Linked DNA regions of Pan troglodytes: region 2 is linked to region 1. A link is a contact called in public Hi-C data. All regions are on one chromosome and are shown on one strand. The core of a region is the stretch at or near the end of the contact, and the rest is flanking DNA. Distances in the headings are between cores, read along the strand shown.

Region 1 (4,037 bases), core at 338-2,837:
TGCCACTGTGTCTGTGAACTGTAGCCACACAAACATGTGTGCAATGTTCCTACCTACACAAAATGTGAATGTGTCAGCATTTGCCCAACTTCTTAATAAGGTACTTGCCATTCTTCCCAGTCACTGGGAGCCCAAGGACAGCAGGAGCATTTATTTCTTCCTCTGCATGTGAAAATATACAACTCAACCTCAGTGCATAACCCATGGCTAGTAAAGTGGTCAAAAGAAGTACCTGGAGCCTACCAAATAAGAAACATGCAAATGGTATGTGAACCATCCAGTGTTACCAGCTCTCTGGTCAACCCAGTGCTGACTTTCCTACTTGGCCTCTTGGGAAAGAGATAATGATCAAAGTAAACAATTTTACCACATGTTAGAAAGTTCTAGGTATGAGATAGTTAAATTCAGGGAGAATACAATCATAAATTAATACACTTTTTTGATTATTTATGAACATATATGGTCTGGTTAATGCAGAGAATTAGAATATGAAAAGAACCATATTGAAGAATATTAGTCCTCAACGTGAAGACAAGCTGATCTCATCACCACCTCTGGTCACCTATATTTCTCTTATTGCAGCTAATCAATATGGCCCACTATAGTGGGAATAATTATGATTACATAACTATGTATCTGAAATTTCATCAGGTTAGAATCTGCTCAGCCTTTCCCCAAATCCATATCTCCCAATTTTGCGAGGCATGTGGTCCACAAGAAATCACTGCTCTTCCAAGAATTGGTATAGAGACAGTCAAAGGTCACCAAGAGTCACCAAGTCATAGGGCAGTTCTCAAACTTTTCCACCAAAATCTCTCAAGGGCAGAGGGAGCCAATATGTCACTTGAAGGGTGAGCCCAAATGCCTTCAACAAGTAAATGGCTTCTTCAAAGTCTCATGCTTGTGATAATCTTTCATTTTTGCCCATAAGTCCACGTATTTCAATATAAAAATAATCTTTTTTATTACTTATGTACTTAGAGTTGAAGCTTTAAGAATGCATCCATGAATCTAGTATTTCAAGTGCCACCTTACATTCTGAGGGTAGAAATATGGAATCTAATGTCCTCAGTTCTTAAAAATTAGAGCAAAGGGTAGGAGAGAGAGAAAATGGATGAAAAGAAGCCGTCTGGTCAACTGAATGACAGAGCTAAATTTATTGCAAATTGATAATAAGAACAAACCCTAGCCTGCTCTATTTTAAAGAAGACTGTGCAAATGTGTGTGCATTGTCTCCCAGTTACACAGGCAGTATAAGCACCATTTCACAGCAAGGATCAATTGTAACAGAGCTACTGAATGGCTCATTTCCCTGCAACCAGGGGGCTGACTCATGGGAATGTTTCTGCACTGATCCAGCCTGGAAATCCCCACAGAACCTTCCCAGTCTCTCGTTCCCTCCTCAGCAGTGAGGTGGGGAGATGAGCCTCCTCCCAGGGTTCTCAGGCACCATGTCTCAGCTGCCCTTAGCTTGACACGCCAGTCTTCCCCGTGATTGGAGTCTTCATAGGGAATGGGCCCCAGAGTGTAGTAGAAGTGGCTGCCATGGTGAGGTCCTGTTACACACGCTTCAGGCTGTTGCCACCAGGCCTTATCTGGCCATCTGTGCATATCTGTGAGGACAGTTGCCATGGCACCAGCCTGTGGGCAGTGAGAGAGGTGCTGGAAGGGAATTCAGAGCCTGAATAACCCTGGGGTGAGTAACAGAAAGCGAGGAGGCAGTGCAGGGAGGGGTAAGGAAGGTGCTAGAAGTTCTGTGAGATTATGTCAGAGATAGTGCTGCTCCTTAAAGCTCCCTCAGAAAGAGCCACCAGTCTCCTTCCCTCACCAGACCTCCTTGGGCCATCATGGCTGCCTTGGGCTCTCAGCTGGGGCCACATGTTTACCCTTGTCTGGCACAAGGGCATTTGCCATGGCCTCCAAGCCTGTCTTCCCCTCTGGCCTCACCACTATACCACCCACCACATCTTCTCCTTTCTGCTTTCAAAACCTACTCTAGGAATATTCTCTAGAGATCCTGGAATATTCCCTGACGCCCTCACCGTTGCTCTCATTTCCATACAAGGATAAAATAGATGTATGTACATGTGTGTAAGGTGTTTTAGTTGTGAGCAGCAAGCCAGACCTGGAAAGAAAAAAATCAAAACAGAGTAAAACAGTGAATCTAAAAAGAATTACGTGAAAAACAATTTCTATGATTTTCAAGTAAAGGAGGAGAGCATCTGCATGGGAGGGGAACCTCTGTTCCCTCCAGAATACTGGGGTATGGAAGGTTGCAATATCTTCTGATATGAGGACAAAAACCCAAAAAAAGGAAAGAGAGGCAACAGAAAAAGGAACAGAGAAAAAAGGAAAACGGAGACTAACTCAAGAGCAGGGGAAAGCAAGGTCACTTCATAGTCAGAGAGAAAATATTTTGAGGATTTTGGAACAAAAATACCTTCAGACTTTGCCCACAACAGAATCTGAAGTGCGAGTTGAGTATAGAAGAAACAATTGGGTTTTGAATGTTCTCCTCTGTGAGCTGGGCAGAGGAACTGGAACTCAGAGCCCAGGATGGTGATAATGACTAATATTTATATGGTGCATACTATATGTAGGCACTCTTCTGAATGCATCCCATGTTTTAATCCCCTTAATGTTCACAGCAACTCTCTGAGAAGGCAATATCACTCTCCCCAATTATAGTTGTGAAACCTGGGCCCAGAGAGGGCAAACAGCTTGCCCAAGGTCACACAGCTAGTAAGTGGGGCGCCCAAGATTTGAACACAGGTGGTCTGACCCTGAACCCAGCCCTCTTTACCACTACCCACTAGTGTGTGTTCATAGTTACTCTCAGTAATAGTTTCCCAAAAGCAAAGTTACAAGTTTAAAAAAAGAAAGAAATGGGTGGAGACAAATTTCAAGCAGGTTTTAGGAAAGCAACCTCTAAGTGTGAGAGGGCTGGATAATTAATGATGCTCCACCATGCGGGAGAATGAGCAGGAGTCTCAGAGAAATCCCTGGCTTAGAACCTCTGACTTTCCTTTGTTCTTCAGTTGGTTCTGAGCATTGAGTAGGTGGACGAAAGGTCTCCTAAGGATATCATTATCTCATAGCCCCACTGCTGCTTAAAAAGCCTCAGCCTTGAGTTTCTAAGTGTCCTTCAGTCTTTTTTAAAGACTTAAACTAGAGCCAGATGTGATAGCATGTGCCTGTAATCCCAGCTATTCAGGAGGCTGAGGCAGGAGGATCGCTCGAGCCCTGGAGTTCTGGGCTGTAGTGCACTATGTGGATCGACTGTCCGCACTCAGTTTGGCATCAATATGGGAGCAAGGGACCACCAGGTTGCCTAAAGATGGGCGAACTGGTCCCGGTCGAAAATGAAGCAGGTCAAAACTTCTATGCTGATCAGTAACAGGATTGTGCCTATGAATAACCACTGCACTCAAGCCTGGGCAACATAGCGAGACTCTGGTCTCTTAATAAAACAAAACCCTCAAACTGGAGCTGAAGACAAAAAGAAAAAACCCACTCTGTTGTAACTACTTAAAGAGTTGTTGACTAGGGAAAAAGCACTCAAGTAGAACAATATCAGGAATCATCCAGAAACAAAATACACTGGGGTATTTTTCTTGGCCTTTCTGATATCACACCCTCTATGTATATTTTTTTCTTCCCCCTGGCCTTGAGGAGAAATTGCTGGGAGAAAGTTGCCACCAGAATCTCTGGCCAAAGACCTATCTTTTTTCTATTCCACAGTAGTCTAGGGGTATAGCATTTGGCATCCTCAGCTTTTCATCATCTTTGAGCGACCTTAGAAGCTACTGTGTACTTAGATTACTTATTAAGTGTCTACAGCAGTTCTACAGATGTAAGTTCCTTGCTGGAAAAAACTTTTTTTTCCTTAAACTGAACAAAGCCTGTTGGTGTAAATGAAACCTCAGAAAAAAAAAGAAAACACTCTTGTTCATTGTTATAGCTTTGCCTTTCTAGATGCTGCCACATGACCAAGTCGGACAGATGGGAACCACTAACCATCTACCTAAGAGAGGAGT
Region 2 (3,829 bases), core at 1,258-3,757, 280 kb before region 1:
GGCGAAGGTCTTAGGGAGTGGCATGATCATATTTGTACTTTAAGAGTTAGCCACAAAGATTTAATTACATAAAAAATAAAACCATAAAAGTACTAGAAAAAAACATAGGTAAGTATATACTTTTAACTTGGGGAAAAGCTTTCAACATATGGCATCGAAAAGTTAAAACCACACAGAAAAGAGGGATAGATTTGAATATATAAAGATTTAAAAGTAAACCACAAAACCACTAAAGTTAAAAGGATAAAAGTTTTAAGAAAAGTAAAAAGGACAAATTGGGGGATATTCAATAGCCTTGATATAGAAATGACTCATACATACAAACAAGAAAAAGAAAATGCCTTATAGAACAAAAATAAAATATTTGCAAAAGGAGATATTCAAAAGTTTCCCCCAAAAAACAACAGATGAAAAATGTTCAAACTCACTAGTAATCTAAACAAATTAAAATAGGTAGCTATCATTCTTTACTTACCCCAGATTAAACAAAGATTTAAAAAGAATACAGTAATGCCAGCGTTAGTGAAGGACTAGAAGAACAGACTCTTAAGTACTACCTGTATATGAGTGGTTTAGAAGACCAATTTGTAACAAATGTCAGAATTCTTAAAAATTAATAGATATACTGATTTAACAAATTTGCTTTTAGGAATATATCCTAAGGAAGTTGGCCAACTCACAAAAAAATTTTTTTTCCAAATGGCTCATTTCAATGTTGTTTGTAATAGCTAAACAAAATACAAAAAAAAAAAAACAACACAAACAACAACAAAAACCCACAAAACAATGTAGATGCCTAACCCTGAAACAAAGGATTGGTTAAAAAGTACAAAGGCACTGCCACCCACTCAGATGCTATGTAGCCATTAAAAATAATATGAATCTATACTTACTGACATGGAAATTTACCCATAATATATTGTTAACAAAGAATAGAAGGTTACAGAGAATTATAGCAGGATATCATTTTTGAAAATAGTTATTTTATGTACATAAAAAATCCAGTAGGAAAGACAAAATATTGTATCATTTTTCTGATTGTAGTTTTTTTCATTCTGTTCATTTTTATTTTCTCATTTTTCTACATCAAACATGGATTAATACAAAAATAATTCAATCATTATAACACATTAAAGGTGATTAGCCTCAGGCACAAAAGATGAAGGGCATTCAGGAGGCATTTGCCATAAACCAGGAAAGAAATGAGAAAGGCTTGTGCTGGACTCCAGTGGTTTCCAGTCCTAGCTGTACTTTAGAAATACCTAGGGAGATATTAAAAAGTACTCATTTCAGGCACAACACAGACTAATTAATTTAGAGTCTCTGGGATGGGACCTTGACACTGGTATGTTTTAACGTCTGCCCCCTGCCTTGCCCCAGGTGACTCTAAAATGTGCAGGTGGAGATAAGTCCACTACTCTAAGGCAGTGGCAGTTGGAAAGGAGAAGAAGAGGATTTGGACCTGAATTACGTTCCAGGGGTGGGATCCCTAAAAAGGATATAAATCTTAGGACATGAATTTGGCTTTAGTGGGTTTCCTTTCATTCTATATAGCTCTTAAGGTCAAGTGCATTGCTGAGGAATGGACAATAGCCTCTGCTGATCCCTCTGATCTAAGCTGCAGCTGGCATGGCAGCATTGGAGGCTACATCCATTCTCAGCACATTTGGAGTGCAATGATGCTGCAGGAACAAATCGCCCACCTTCCAAATGCCCTGTGAGTGAGTCAGTGCTCAGCAGCATTGGCAAGGCGGAGCGCTGTAACTGCAAAGAAAGGATGACATCTCATATACATGTGTGAACAGGACTGTTTACTCATAGGATGATTATTTTAAAGGAGACGTTTGGTTTTTTAAGGTCCGTAGAAGTTTGTTTCATCACTAATCGCAGCGGGTGTAGGTGTTAGCTAACATACCGGTAACTGAATGTTCTTAGCAATACTGCAATAGCTTCCCTTAAGGTTTAAAAATTACAATTTGATTTTAATTGCCACCTCTCTTAATAGGTGTTACTCAAACAGGAAGGAAAATGCCACATACTCTTACCAGTTCTTGATGCCAGAGATTACTAAAGCAATTTGGAAAGATATCGAAAAGGTGTTGAGAAAATACAGGTGAATTTTAATACATGATGTGTATTGACATTTTTACTCTAGGTAGCAACAGAGAGACTTCTGTATTGCTGGGGAGGAATTATATGAGATTTTGGCTACGCAGACAGGATTTCTCACTTCTTATTGGCTGAAAAAAATAAATGAAGCCATTATAAGCAGTATTGAAATATTAATCATACCTTCCAAAATTAAACACCCTTTTAAAAATAAAAGTTACACAATCTGTCTTTCACTTCATCTTTGACTTTCATCCCAACACTGGTGGGAGGAAATAAGCTCTGGTTAAAATCAAGACTGAAAGTGACTTTGACTTTGCAGAGAACAGTGTCAAGGCGAAGAACTTGACTGTATCTTCTCTCCCACTTGGGGTCAGTGTTTAGGCACATGAGAGAAGATGAGGAACCAGGACAGGAAATGGCAGTGTTTCCACCAAAGGTCAAGGGGAACATTAATGGGCTACATTCCAGACCCAAGGCTGACGATCCTCTTCAAAGGAGTCAGTGGTGGAAACACAGACTCAGAGCCACTCCCAAAAGGTACGATGAGGTCAGGATCATTGAAGAGAGGCAGTGCACAGGGGGCATTTGGGTGAGCATCTCTAAAGTTACCTTTCCAGTTGGTCTTTGACATCAAAGTGCATATGTCTGCCTTTCATGGGCAGGTAGAAATGCTGTGCAGGTGAAAACAGGCCTCTGGCAAGATAAGAACAGAAATCTTTGAGCTTCAAATTATAGATCTTTATGTTTCACTGAAGCTTGTCTTTACAGGGGTGTCAGTCTCCACTGTGACTGACCACAAAACCCTGCAGGAAAGAGGCTGTGGGATTTCCTGTGTGGTCCCCAGACCCTAATATGCCCTTGTGGCTGCCTAATACACATCTCTATTTAAAATGTTCAGAATCTGTGTACTTGGTAAGTAAATTTCAAACAATACCCTTCCTCTCTTCCGCTCCCTGTCTCCAGACCCCCATTTTCCCTCCCTGAAGATAACCACTGCTAGTGCATTTTTAGACTTCCTACCAGAGATAGATATTCTTCTTGCACCGTTTCTCTCTCTCTCTCCACACGCACACACACTCACACACACACACACATAAATACATATACACACATAAACATAACATATACATATTTTTATATAGATAGAACTTCACACACTGCTCTGTACCTTGTCTTGTTCCCTCATGTTCACTTATCAATAAATTCTGGAGATCATTCCACACCATTCCATACAGGACTGATTCAATCTGTGCGTGAATGCATAGCACTCCACTGCAGAGGTGAACCACAATCTGTTCAACCAGGCCTCTCTAACTGACGGAATTTAGAGTTTTTCCAATCTTTGTCAATGATGCACTAAATGTCTTTGTATAACTATTTTTATGTCTGTGGAAGTATTTCTGAAAGATTAATTCCTGGATATGAAATTTCTGAGTACATGTACTTTAAGTTCTGATTGATATTGACATATTTTCCTTCAAATATCGAGCCAATTTATACTCTATCAAGAATATATGAGGCCTTGAGAATATTAAGTGAAAGAAGGCCACAAAAGACCACAGAATATATGATTCCTATATAATGAAATATCTAGCATAGGCAAATCCATACAGAAATAGGTTAATGGTCACCAGGGGTTGGGGGAAGGAAGGAGCTAAAGAGTAAGTGGTATCGGGTGCAGGATTTCATTTCGGTGTGATGAAAATGTTCTGAATTC

Evidence for each region. Hi-C and Micro-C count contacts between places; a contact is called where the count stands out from the background.
Region 2: a Hi-C map of stem cell-derived neural progenitor cells shows a contact between it and region 1, with 2.1 times the contacts expected there. The contact joins two enhancer-like sites. A contact is called at or near these places in 2 of 7 Hi-C or Micro-C datasets (blood and stem cell-derived neural progenitor cells).

The regions. Positions count from the first base shown.
Region 1 is chr4:41,734,746-41,738,782 of NHGRI_mPanTro3-v2.0_pri, reverse strand. No RefSeq gene overlaps it. Among named protein-coding and RNA genes, the nearest start is that of ENC1, 320 kb to the right of the region's middle. Within about 2 kb of position 1,587, at least 8 of the 24 cell types and tissues checked have an H3K27ac peak or open chromatin away from gene starts, as enhancers often do. A contact at or near this core is called in stem cell-derived neural progenitor cells, where this site is marked.
Region 2 is chr4:42,019,394-42,023,222 of NHGRI_mPanTro3-v2.0_pri, reverse strand. No RefSeq gene overlaps it. Among named protein-coding and RNA genes, the nearest start is that of ARHGEF28, 410 kb to the left of the region's middle. Within about 2 kb of position 2,507, at least 3 of the 24 cell types and tissues checked have an H3K27ac peak or open chromatin away from gene starts, as enhancers often do. A contact at or near this core is called in stem cell-derived neural progenitor cells, where this site is marked.